Regions from separate parts of the Macaca mulatta genome. Here region 1 is linked to region 2. Evidence: chromatin contacts called from public Hi-C data. All regions are on one chromosome and are shown on one strand. The core of a region is the stretch at or near the end of the contact, and the rest is flanking DNA. Distances in the headings are between cores, read along the strand shown.

The links. A called contact is a pair of places that touch in the nucleus more often than the background predicts.
Region 1: a contact with region 2 is called in a Hi-C map of liver, with 7 times the contacts expected there. The contact joins the promoter of TEX264 here to the promoter of DCAF1 in region 2. A contact is called at or near these places in 8 of 14 Hi-C or Micro-C datasets (CD4 T cells, blood, cortical neurons and 4 more).

Annotation. Positions count from the first base shown.
Region 1 is chr2:115,141,604-115,146,969 of T2T-MMU8v2.0, forward strand. TEX264 (testis expressed 264, ER-phagy receptor) reads left to right here and starts at 1,616. Exons shown (of 5, transcript NM_001266193.1): 1 at 1,616-1,657; 2 at 4,645-4,936. The coding sequence starts at 4,679.
Region 2 is chr2:114,967,806-114,972,452 of T2T-MMU8v2.0, forward strand. It overlaps DCAF1 (DDB1 and CUL4 associated factor 1), which reads right to left and starts at 2,525. Exons shown (of 27, transcript XR_013413983.1): 1 at 2,385-2,525.

The DNA.
Region 1 (5,366 bases), core at 366-2,865, 170 kb after region 2:
GCTCTAGAGTTCCCCAGTCAGGCTAAAGGAAGTGAGCAGAGAGAACAAGATAAAGAATGGGCACCTCCTTATAATGGTTTCCTGGGAAAAGCTCACCACCTTCTGAGAAGCAGGAGAAATGACCACGCAGACCCCGAAGGCAGAGGCTGTCAGTCTCTGAGCCTGGGCCATGGCCGCTCGTTGTGTCAAAGGAAATGCTTCTAAGTGTGTAGCCCGCCTGCCTGGGGCACCTAAGCTGAGGGTTTGACCATGTGCTTGATGTTCATAGGTAAAACAACTGCTGCGACCTGCACTGGCCCAGCCCGGAGTGCCTGTGAGGGTCCAGCTGCCTGTTCTGCCAGTGTGCCTAGAGAGCTGGGACAGGCTTGGCCCTGTAGATAAAGTTCAATCTCCCCTGCCTGCAGAAGGAAGAATGTGAAGCACAGGGAAAGGAAGCTGGGATTCTGACTGCCTCTGTGTGCCCAGCCTGCTCTTTGCTGGTGCAGTAGTGGGGATCCACAAGGTGAACCACCCTGTGACTGCTGACTTTTCCCACCACCACCTTCGTGGTGTTCCCATCTGCTGGATCCCCTCCCAAACATCAGTCCTTGTCAGGATACCAAAGTAGCTCTTGGCCTCGCCGGTCTTGTAGCCAAGCTTAGAAGCATAGTTGTCACGTTCCCCACCTCCCACCAAAAGTCCGGGACTCTCACTAGGGGAGCGTTTTATCTTTGGGCCCCTAGAAGAGTGCTTTGTAGTTTGTAGGTCCTCAGAAATTTGAGGCGAAGATTGAACCAATCATCAAGGAGCTTACACTTGATGTGGGAATCACGTAAGTTATCGCTAAACCAGAAAAGTAGACCAGCCTCCCCCAGCTACAACCCGGGCACTGAGGGAGGAGCCTGGAAGAAGGGCATTCCCATGGAACGTGAACTCCAGGAGGGCGGTGCCTTGGTTTTGTTCACTCTATCCCCAGCCCCTAGAACTGTCCTGGCAAGGAGTGATAATAAGTGTTGCATGGATGAATGTACTCACGGAAGTGGGAATGGGTGGACAGAGGCAGGAAGCAGATATTTGCACTACGCAGAGATTGGATCCACCAGTTTCTTCCGCGAGCCCAGACTGGGCTTCAGCTTCCTCAGCTGTGTATGCCTTGCTTGGTTCCCAAGTCTGTTGTGAAGCCACAGTGAGAGAAAGTGGCAGGACTAAAGGTGGTACAAATGCCAGAGGCTGATACTGCTGTGCTGCACCTCCTTAGCCTGTACAAATTCTCCTCAGCCCCAGCTCCCTGGTCCCCAGCCTGGCCCTCTACTGCGGACCACTGGGGTGCCTCCCGTACCCAAGCCTGGGCCAGGCTGTCATTATGGTGCTCCTGGCAACCCAGATGCCGGGGGGTGTTGCTAAATCAACCTCAGCAACCGGATAGTTTGTTGGAGGCGGGAAGGTACGCCGTGGGTTCCGCCGCAGCTGGCGCTGGGACTAGGCGCACGCCCGTTGCCATGGAGACGGGGCGGGGCAGGCTCCGCTCTCGGGTTCCCGCGCGCACGCGCCCACGGCCACGGCCACGTCCCGCCGCGAGAGGGGGCGGAGCGAGCGTGCGCGGCGGGCGCGCGCAGGCTCCGTAACCGAGCCCTGAGCCGCCTGCGCGGATCGGCGTCCGCAGCGGGCGGCTGCTGAGGTGAGGGCCGGGCCAGAGAAGAGGCATACCCGCTGGGGCGTAGGTCTGGGACCCCTGTCCGCCCTGGCGCGACCTCAGGACTCCCCGTGTCCCCTCCGTGACCCCCGCGGCCCGGGCCGCTCTTTGCATCGTCTTGCCCACAGATGGCCTCGGGTCCGAGGGCCTGGATGCGACGTTGGGGCAGCCCCTACTCTTACGGGCAGCCCACTGCGGCGGCCACCGGTGCAGGGCATGCCCCGGGGCCGTGGAGGTGGGGGAAAGAGGCGCGAGTCGCGTTTTAACTCCGCCCCTGTCCCCCAAGGCCGCGCCTCGCAGCCTGGGCTGCAAACTTTAGCGTCCCTTAAGTTACAGATGTGCGTGGGGCTCCGTGAGGAGGTGGGCGAAGAGAAAGGCTCTGAGTAAATAGGCGAGGCCCGGGATGAGCAGGGGCTGGAATCCGAAAGTGGGAGGCGGCGGTCCCCGACCCACCATAGTCCACCCGCTGCCTGCTAGCACCGAAGTTTAGCCTAGGACTGGGGCCGTTTAAGGGCCCGGCCCTCCGCCGCCTCGCATGTGAGCGGCACCAGGAAGCCGGCTGGGCGCAGCCATCCCTGACGCTCGCCGGCACCGGCCGCACGCGTTCATGCCGGGCCTCCGAGCGGAGGGGAAACCGAGGCTAGAGGGAGGGCGCAGTCTGCCCAAGGTCGGCGGCAGCGGCAGTTTCTGAGCGCCAAGTGTGGTTGGAGCCCTCCAGGAAGAGGGGCGTGACCAGAGCTCCAGTGAAGAGCCCTGACCTTGTAAAGCTAGGTTTAGCTTCTGATTTCCCCCAAAGGGTTTGAGAATGGGACGACGGTGCTTTAGAGGCCCCGGTAGGCTTTCCCTGAGGAGGGTAGTCAGGGCACGATGGTCGGCTCAGTGGTTATTTCCTGGGCAGGGGTGGCTGTTCTTTCAGCTCCCAGCACTGGAGCGCTCGGCTCCTGCCGCACTGGATGCAAGCAGTTACTAAAAGTGAGCCTGGCATTTCAGGTGAACTCCCAGACCGTCTTCCTTTACTTTTGAATATAGGGGAAATTCATGTTACGCCTCCCCGTGCCGACCAAGCCTCTGAGACGCACAGGTGCATTCCCCCCCCCCCCCTTTCTGAGCAGTTTGGGAAGTGAGAGGAAGAGAAAGGTAGATACTAAGTTTCCTTGAGGAGACAGGAAGTGTTCAGCTGAAATGGCAGATCAGGGTGAGAGTCTGTCATTCCCAAGGCAAGTGGGGGCCTAGATGCTGAGAGTTTTCCAGCTTTGGGCTCAGAGATGTCCAACAAGGATTTAATGCTTGAGCCTTTCTGGAAGCCAGTCACCAGAGAAGAGAGAGAAAGTGGAAATGGGGGCCTGGAGTCAGAGTGTCTGGGCTTGTGTTGCCTGCATTTTGGTCCACGTGGCTCTGTTTAATACCTGTGTTACCTTAGGCAAGTCTCTTAACCTCTAACCACTTGTACCTTTAGCCTTACCTACCTCTTGATTGCTTTAAGGTAATGAAGTAGCTGTGTTTCAACATTTAGACAGTTCCTGGCATATAGTAAGTGTTCTGTGGAAGATTTCTCATCATTATCAAATAAAATTGGAATGAAAGTAACTGGAGATGAGATGAGTAGGACAGGCAGAAAAGAGAGAGATACTGATGGGTAGAAGCACAGATGGGTGAGACTAGTGGGCAACACCTCAATTTCCTGACACAAAAAGTTTAGAAATTTACTTTGCCTCTTTGTGAGCAAATACTGTGTGCTCATTGACTCCAAAGACGGTTTTTTTTTTTTTTTTTTTTTTTTGCATAAAATCAACACCCAGCACCCACAGGGAAGAAATAATTACACAGAGCTAAGTTTTCCACAAAGCTGCAGTGTGGCCTTTTCAGCTTCAAAACTTTTTAAATGTTAAATATTACTTTTAAATAATTGAGGTGGGAATGTCCCCCCAGTGGGTCACATGGCTCCCTTCCTCTTTAAACAGTCTTCTCTGGGCTGTGATTTATTCCCCCCGCCTGGGCAACTCAGGTCAAGCCCTCCTTGTAAGAGGGTTAGGCCTCTGACCCCAAGCTGCCTGAAGACCTAGGCAGCCTGCCTTGAATAGCTCACACACTGGCCTCTGTGTTACGTTCCTGGGCCTGCTGTTGAACAGCTTCTTTTCCTCTTATGGATAATTTTTACTTCTTCCTGCTATGCGACTCCCCTTTTAGCAGCCTTTTCCTCTTACTCCTCACTGTTTCTTCTATGGGCTGGAAAATTGGGATGAAGCTTGTTAACATTGGTGGTTCAAGTCTGGGAAGCTTAGTGTTGGACTTTGTTCTAGCTGTTCAGGCCGTTTTGCTCTGGTCTTTCCTCTGGTTCTGGATGGGTGAGCTTGCTGGATTGCAAGGTCCCTGAAGGCCAGATGTACTTAGAAAAGGAGAGTTTCTTATGGAATTCTCTTCCTGAGGCACATTTTCCCTCACGGGTTTTTGTTCGGTATGGTTTGTCTCCCTGTTCATTAATAAGTGTTTGAACCCTAGCATTTGCCAGTCCTCCCTCTGGCAGTCCTCCCTGAGGCTTGGGGAGGCTGGGCTGGTGGCGTGGTTCAGCTGTGGGGAGGAAGAGGTAATGTGGAGGAAAGGCAGGCTGGCTGGTATCTGGTGCATCTTGGGGGAGACTTTTCAGGGCCAGGAGTATGTCTCTGGCTGACTCATTCCTGTGCCCCTCTATGACTCAGTTTCCCCAGGTATGACCAGGGCTGCCAGCTCACAGGTAGAGCTGCTCTGAGATCCTCACCAACTGCGATTAAGAAATAAAGAGGCTTGTGGCTTCAGTCATCCTTTGTAGCTCCCTTCTAGGTCACTCTGTGTGTAAACACCTCTGGCCCCTCCCCTCTCTGGGTCAGAGCACCCAAGGCAGGACTGAGGAGGTTGGGCCAGAACTGCTTGGCGGGCAGGTGGGCACATTGTCAGAGCAGGCTACCAGCCTCCTCTCCCTTCTTTCTCCTTTACAGCTGCCTTGAGGTGCAGTGTGGGGGGTCCAGAGCCATGTCGGACCTGCTACTACTGGGCCTGATTGGGGGCCTGACTCTCTTACTGCTGCTGACGCTGCTGGCCTTTGCCGGGTACTCAGGGCTGCTGGCTGGGGTGGCAGTGAGTGCTGGGTCACCCCCCATCCGCAACGTCACTGTGGCCTACAAGTTCCACATGGGGCCCTATGGTGAGACTGGGCGGCTTTTCACCGAGAGCTGCAGCATCTCTCCCAAGCTCCGCTCCATCGCTGTCTACTATGACAACCCCCACATGGTAAGGAGCCTCCATGGGGTTCTGCTCCATTGATGGACCTGGTGGGCCAGGGCTTCTTTGGGGAGGGTAGTTTTGGTTGCTGAGGAAAGGGTGGGAGAATCTTCAAGCTGGCTTTCACACCCCTCCTCTAAGAGCTTGAAGCGCCTTCCAGATTTAGCCTGGACTTCTGCTCCCAGCATCCATATGTGGGCTTTCTGTTTGCCCAGGTCTGGTTCCCCTTGCCCATGGCTAATTGTGGATTTCCAAATGCAGTGGACTATACCACCATGAATCCCTAGCTTCTGCCAGGACTTTGGTCCCCTGCCTCCTCTTCTTGTCATCCCTCCTTCCATCTCCATTTGGGGCCAGTGCTCTAAGGCCAAGCCATTCAGATTCTGCCCACTCTTTGGGGTTACATCTTGCTGTTTCTGTGCTTTCCATCCCTCAGCTC
Region 2 (4,647 bases), core at 1,275-3,774:
AAATGACAATATTGTCCCCATGGTGGGATAATACAAAGCCTCAAGAAATACTTATGTAAAATTTCCTTATCCTAACAAGTGTCTGCTAGCGTAGTCCACAAAATAAATATATAGATACCACACACAAAAACAGAAAAAATATGGCATAATATTAACAATTGTTTGCCGGGCACAATGGCTCATGCCTGTAATCCTAGCACTTTGGGAGACTGAAGTGGGTGGATTACTTGAGGCCAAAGTTCAAGACCAGACTGGCCAAAATGGCAAATCCGCATCTCTACTAAAAATAAAAAAATTAGCCAGGCGTGGTAGCACACACCTGTAATCCCTAGCTACTCCAGAGGCTGAGGCATGAGAATCACTTGAACCCGGGAGGCGGAGGTTGCAGTGAGCGGAGATCATGCCACTGCACTCCAGCCTGGGCAACAGGGCAAGACTCCGTCTCAAAAAAAAAAAAAAAATTAAAAACTTGCCAGGCACAGTGGCTCAAGCCTGTAATCCCAACACTTTGGGAGGCCAAGTCGGGAGGATTACTTGAGGTCAGTTGGGCAACATTTCGAGACACAGTCTACACAAAAATTTAAAAATTACCCAATCATGGTAGACTGTGCCTGCAGTCCTAGTTACTCAGGAGGCTGAGGCAGCAGGCTCCTTTGAGTCCAGGAGTTAGAGGCTGCAATGAGTTATGATCACACTCGAGACCATCCTGGCTAACACACTGAAACCCTGTCTCTACAAAAAATTAGCCGGGCGTGATGTCAGGCGTCTGTAATCTCAGCTACTCAGGAGACTGAGGCAGGAGAATGGCGTGAACCTAGGAGGCGGAGCTTGCAGTGAGCCGAGATCGCATCACTGCACTCCAGCCTGGGTGACAGAGCGAGACTCTGTCTCAAAAAAAAAAAAAAAAGGGTTATGATCACACCACTGCACTCCAGCCTAGGCTACAGAGCAAGATCCTGTATCTAAAAAAAAAACAGTCCAGGTGTAGTGGCTCGTGCCTGTAATTCCAACACTTTGGGAGGTTGACAAGGGAGGATCACTTGAGTTCCAGACCAGCCTGGGCAACACAGTAAGACTACTGTCTCTACAAAAAATAAATGAATAAAAATAAAAAATTTAAAAACTGTATAATAGGCAGAACAGTAAAACACTGTACTCAGCAACTACCCAAGAGGTACTGAGCAAAAAATGATTTCCCTACATTCCCCAAATTCTCTATTATCTCAACATCCAAAAATATATACCTACTCAAAAATGGGTAATGAATAACTGCTATATAGAAAACCCAAATGTTCACATCATTAAGAAAAATACTAAATCGATTCCTAAAGTCTACATTTACACACATAAACATTAAAGGTAAACTCCAGTAAGCTGGAAAAAGAAAATGAAGGATATTACCAATTAACCTCTCATTCTGTACATTAACAATGCATTTTGAACAGGAAGATGCTACTAACATAAAAAATTAAAACGTGTAAAGACTAATTAAAAGGCTTCATCGAAAAAACAGGGTAAGGAAAAACTGAGACCAACATGACGTGGCCAAGGACAAGTCATTTCTGACTCAAAAATAACTAATACAAACACTCCAAAACTATTTCCTCAACAAATGGAAAACCAGAGCGCTGCCACTGCAGTAAGAGGAAGCCAGACAGAAAACCGTCTAGGAAGTGAAGTTGTGAAGCAAACGCTTCTGAAACCCCAGTTGAAAACTACTATAACCCCCGGAAACAGACTCCCGGGAAGTTTGGCGGGCACTCTGAGGTTTGACTCCAGGCTGCGGGACCCGCACACCTCTTTCCAACCCTTCCCTTCTTCATGGGGATGAGAGGAGTGACCAGAAAGCTCCGCCCCCGTCGCAAGGTCCAAGAGCCGGGCGGGTGCAGGGAGAGGTGGCACGAGGCCGAGAGACTGGAGAGCCCGCCCAGGTGACTGGAGCTGGAGGCGGAGACACAGTCCGTGAAGGGGCCCGCCGTATAGTACGGAAGATGGAGCCCCCCCAAGCCCGTACGGAACAGAGACTAGAAAGATTGGAAGGGAAAAGATGACAAGGGATATGACATGCGCCCCTCCCTCCAGGTAGGGGCTGACACACCCCGCCCCCCCACTCCGGGCGGAAGAGTTACTCTCGGGAAGCTTCTCGTGGGGAGTGGAGGAAGAACGTGGAGGCCCCGCCCCCGGGACAAGAATCAGGAGGAGGAAAAGTCCTGTCAGGCCCCGGGCCCAGCCTCCCGGCTGACCGGCCCGCCCCCTCCTCGCCGGCGGCCCAAGCAGGTGCCGCCCCTCCCCCAGCCCGGCGCCCACTCTGCCGCCCGGCCAGCCACGCGCCCTGCCTCCTCGCGCCCCTCCCGTAGAGTCGCCTCCCTCCATTTCCCACTCACCGTCCGAGGCGGCTCCGCCACTGCCCCCCCGCGACCCCGCCAGTGGCCACAGTTCACACACACAGCCTCAGGTCCCGCACTCACTCTTCACTCACATACACACACAGCGCGACCACGGCTCCACAGCGGCCCACATATTATGCGTCACTCGCGCGCTACGTGCACCGCGCGCGCGGGCGCGCGCGCCTACTTGGCGCGAGGACAGTGAGCAAGGGGCGGGAGGAGAACGCCTGCACGATCCGAGGAAAATCGAAGAGCCCCGGGGACGCCTGGGAAATGAAGTTCCGCGTCTAGGGGCGGGCCCACCAGTCCCAATTGACGCATGAGCTCTTCGCCCCGCGCATTGACTTCTGGATTTGTAGTTTTTTTGGATAAATGCGAACTGCTGAGTACTCATTGGCTGCTTCGGAAAGCGGAAGTGAAAAGTGAGGGAGTCAATCCTTCCAAGACAGTACTATAATCGCCTGATGCTTTAGTGTCTTGTTCTGACCTGTGTGCGCAAAGAGCCTCTGTTTTATTCGGCTATTTGCCTCATCTTACCTAGAACATACCGTGATCTAAGAAAATATTTTCTCATAAACATATCAGAAATCACAGCACTCATTAAAACAGAAGGCACTAGTTGTTTTTTATGTGTTTGTTTTGAGACAGAGCCTCGCTCTGTTGCCCAGGCTGGAGTGCAGTGACGATCTCAGCTCACTGCGACCTCCGCCTCCCGGGCTCAAACAGTCCTCCCACCTCAGCCTCCAGCTGAGACTACAGGTGCATGCCACGACACCCAGTTAATTTTTGTTTTTGTTTTGTGTGTGTGTATTTGGTAGAGACATGGTTTCACCATATTGGCCAGTCTGGTCTCGAACTCCTGGGCTGAAGCGGTCCACCCACCGGGGCCTCCCAGCCTCTTTGTTCTCCGTCTTTTTTTTTTGAGACAGAGCCTCGCTCTGTCACCCACGCTGGGGTGCAATGGCGCAATCACAGCTCACTACAGCCTCAACCTCCTGGGCTCGAGCTGTCTTCCCACTTCAGTCTCCCAAGTAGCTGGGACTACGGGTGTGCACCACCACACCCAGCTAATTTTTTAAAATTTTTGTAGAGACGGAGTCCCACTGTGTTGTCCAGGTTGGTCTTGAATTTCTAGGCTCAAGTGATTCTCCTGCCTCAGTCCCTCAAAGTGTTGGGATTACAGGTATGAGCCACTGCGCCCAGCCTCTCTTTTTGTTCAAGACCTAGCCTGTAGGAATCAATAGATACTTATTGCCAGGTATTATACGTGAGGCAGAGAAGTGAAAAATCAAAAGCTCATAGATTGAGGCAGGACTGACCTCACAGGTCACTTAATTCAATTTCTTCATGTTATTGGGAAAAATGAGGCCCAGAGGGAGTGAGTGACTTGCCCAGCATCACACAACCAATTAGCAGAACCAGAAGACTCCTTACTCCGACCAGCGGTCCCTTTTGCGGGGCATAGAAGATAAACATGACTCCACATTTGAGGAGAATCTTGACCTGACAAGATCCTACCCAACCTTCAAGGCCTTACGCAGCTCATTATCTCTCTGGGAATGCTGAGCAAGTCTCCGTGCATTTCCATGAGTCTTCACGGACAATACTGTCACATGAACACAAGACACAGCAAGCCTGCCGCTATGCTCAGTGTTCCACAGCTAGTAAGGAACCTGAATCCTGGTTCCCTTGGTTTCACTCCCCACTAGATCCCATTTCCCTCTTTCCAGAAAAGAGACCATCCTCCTTCTCTTAAATGTGTACTCTACTGTGTGCTGGGAGCGCCACAGACATGTCACCTCTCTTCACTTCTTTCTCCTGCAACAACACACAGCTTTCTTCTCTGTGCTTCTGGAACTTTGCCTCTATCAGTAATGGCCACTACCATTTCTTTCAACTTTAGAGCATGCTGGGCTCTGAGCCAAGTGTTCTAGCCACACTCTCTCATTTAACCCTCACTACCCTGCCACACACACAGGGAAGATATGGTTAATCACCTTTACAGATGAGAAATCTGAACCCAGAGAGGTAGATCAAGGAATGGAACCCACATGCCTTTCCTCCAGCACTCCTTCAGGTGACTTTCCTGGGCCATGAACCTAAAATGTATGGAGATGGGACATTTAAGCCTTAGATATCTCCCCTCTGTCTATGGTCTAGCCGGCCCAGTGATGACTTCTCCACTGGCTGGGGTCCTAAAAGGCAGAGCCCTTAAGGGAGCTCAAGGCCCAGCTCACCAGCTCCTGGCACTGCCTCAGCC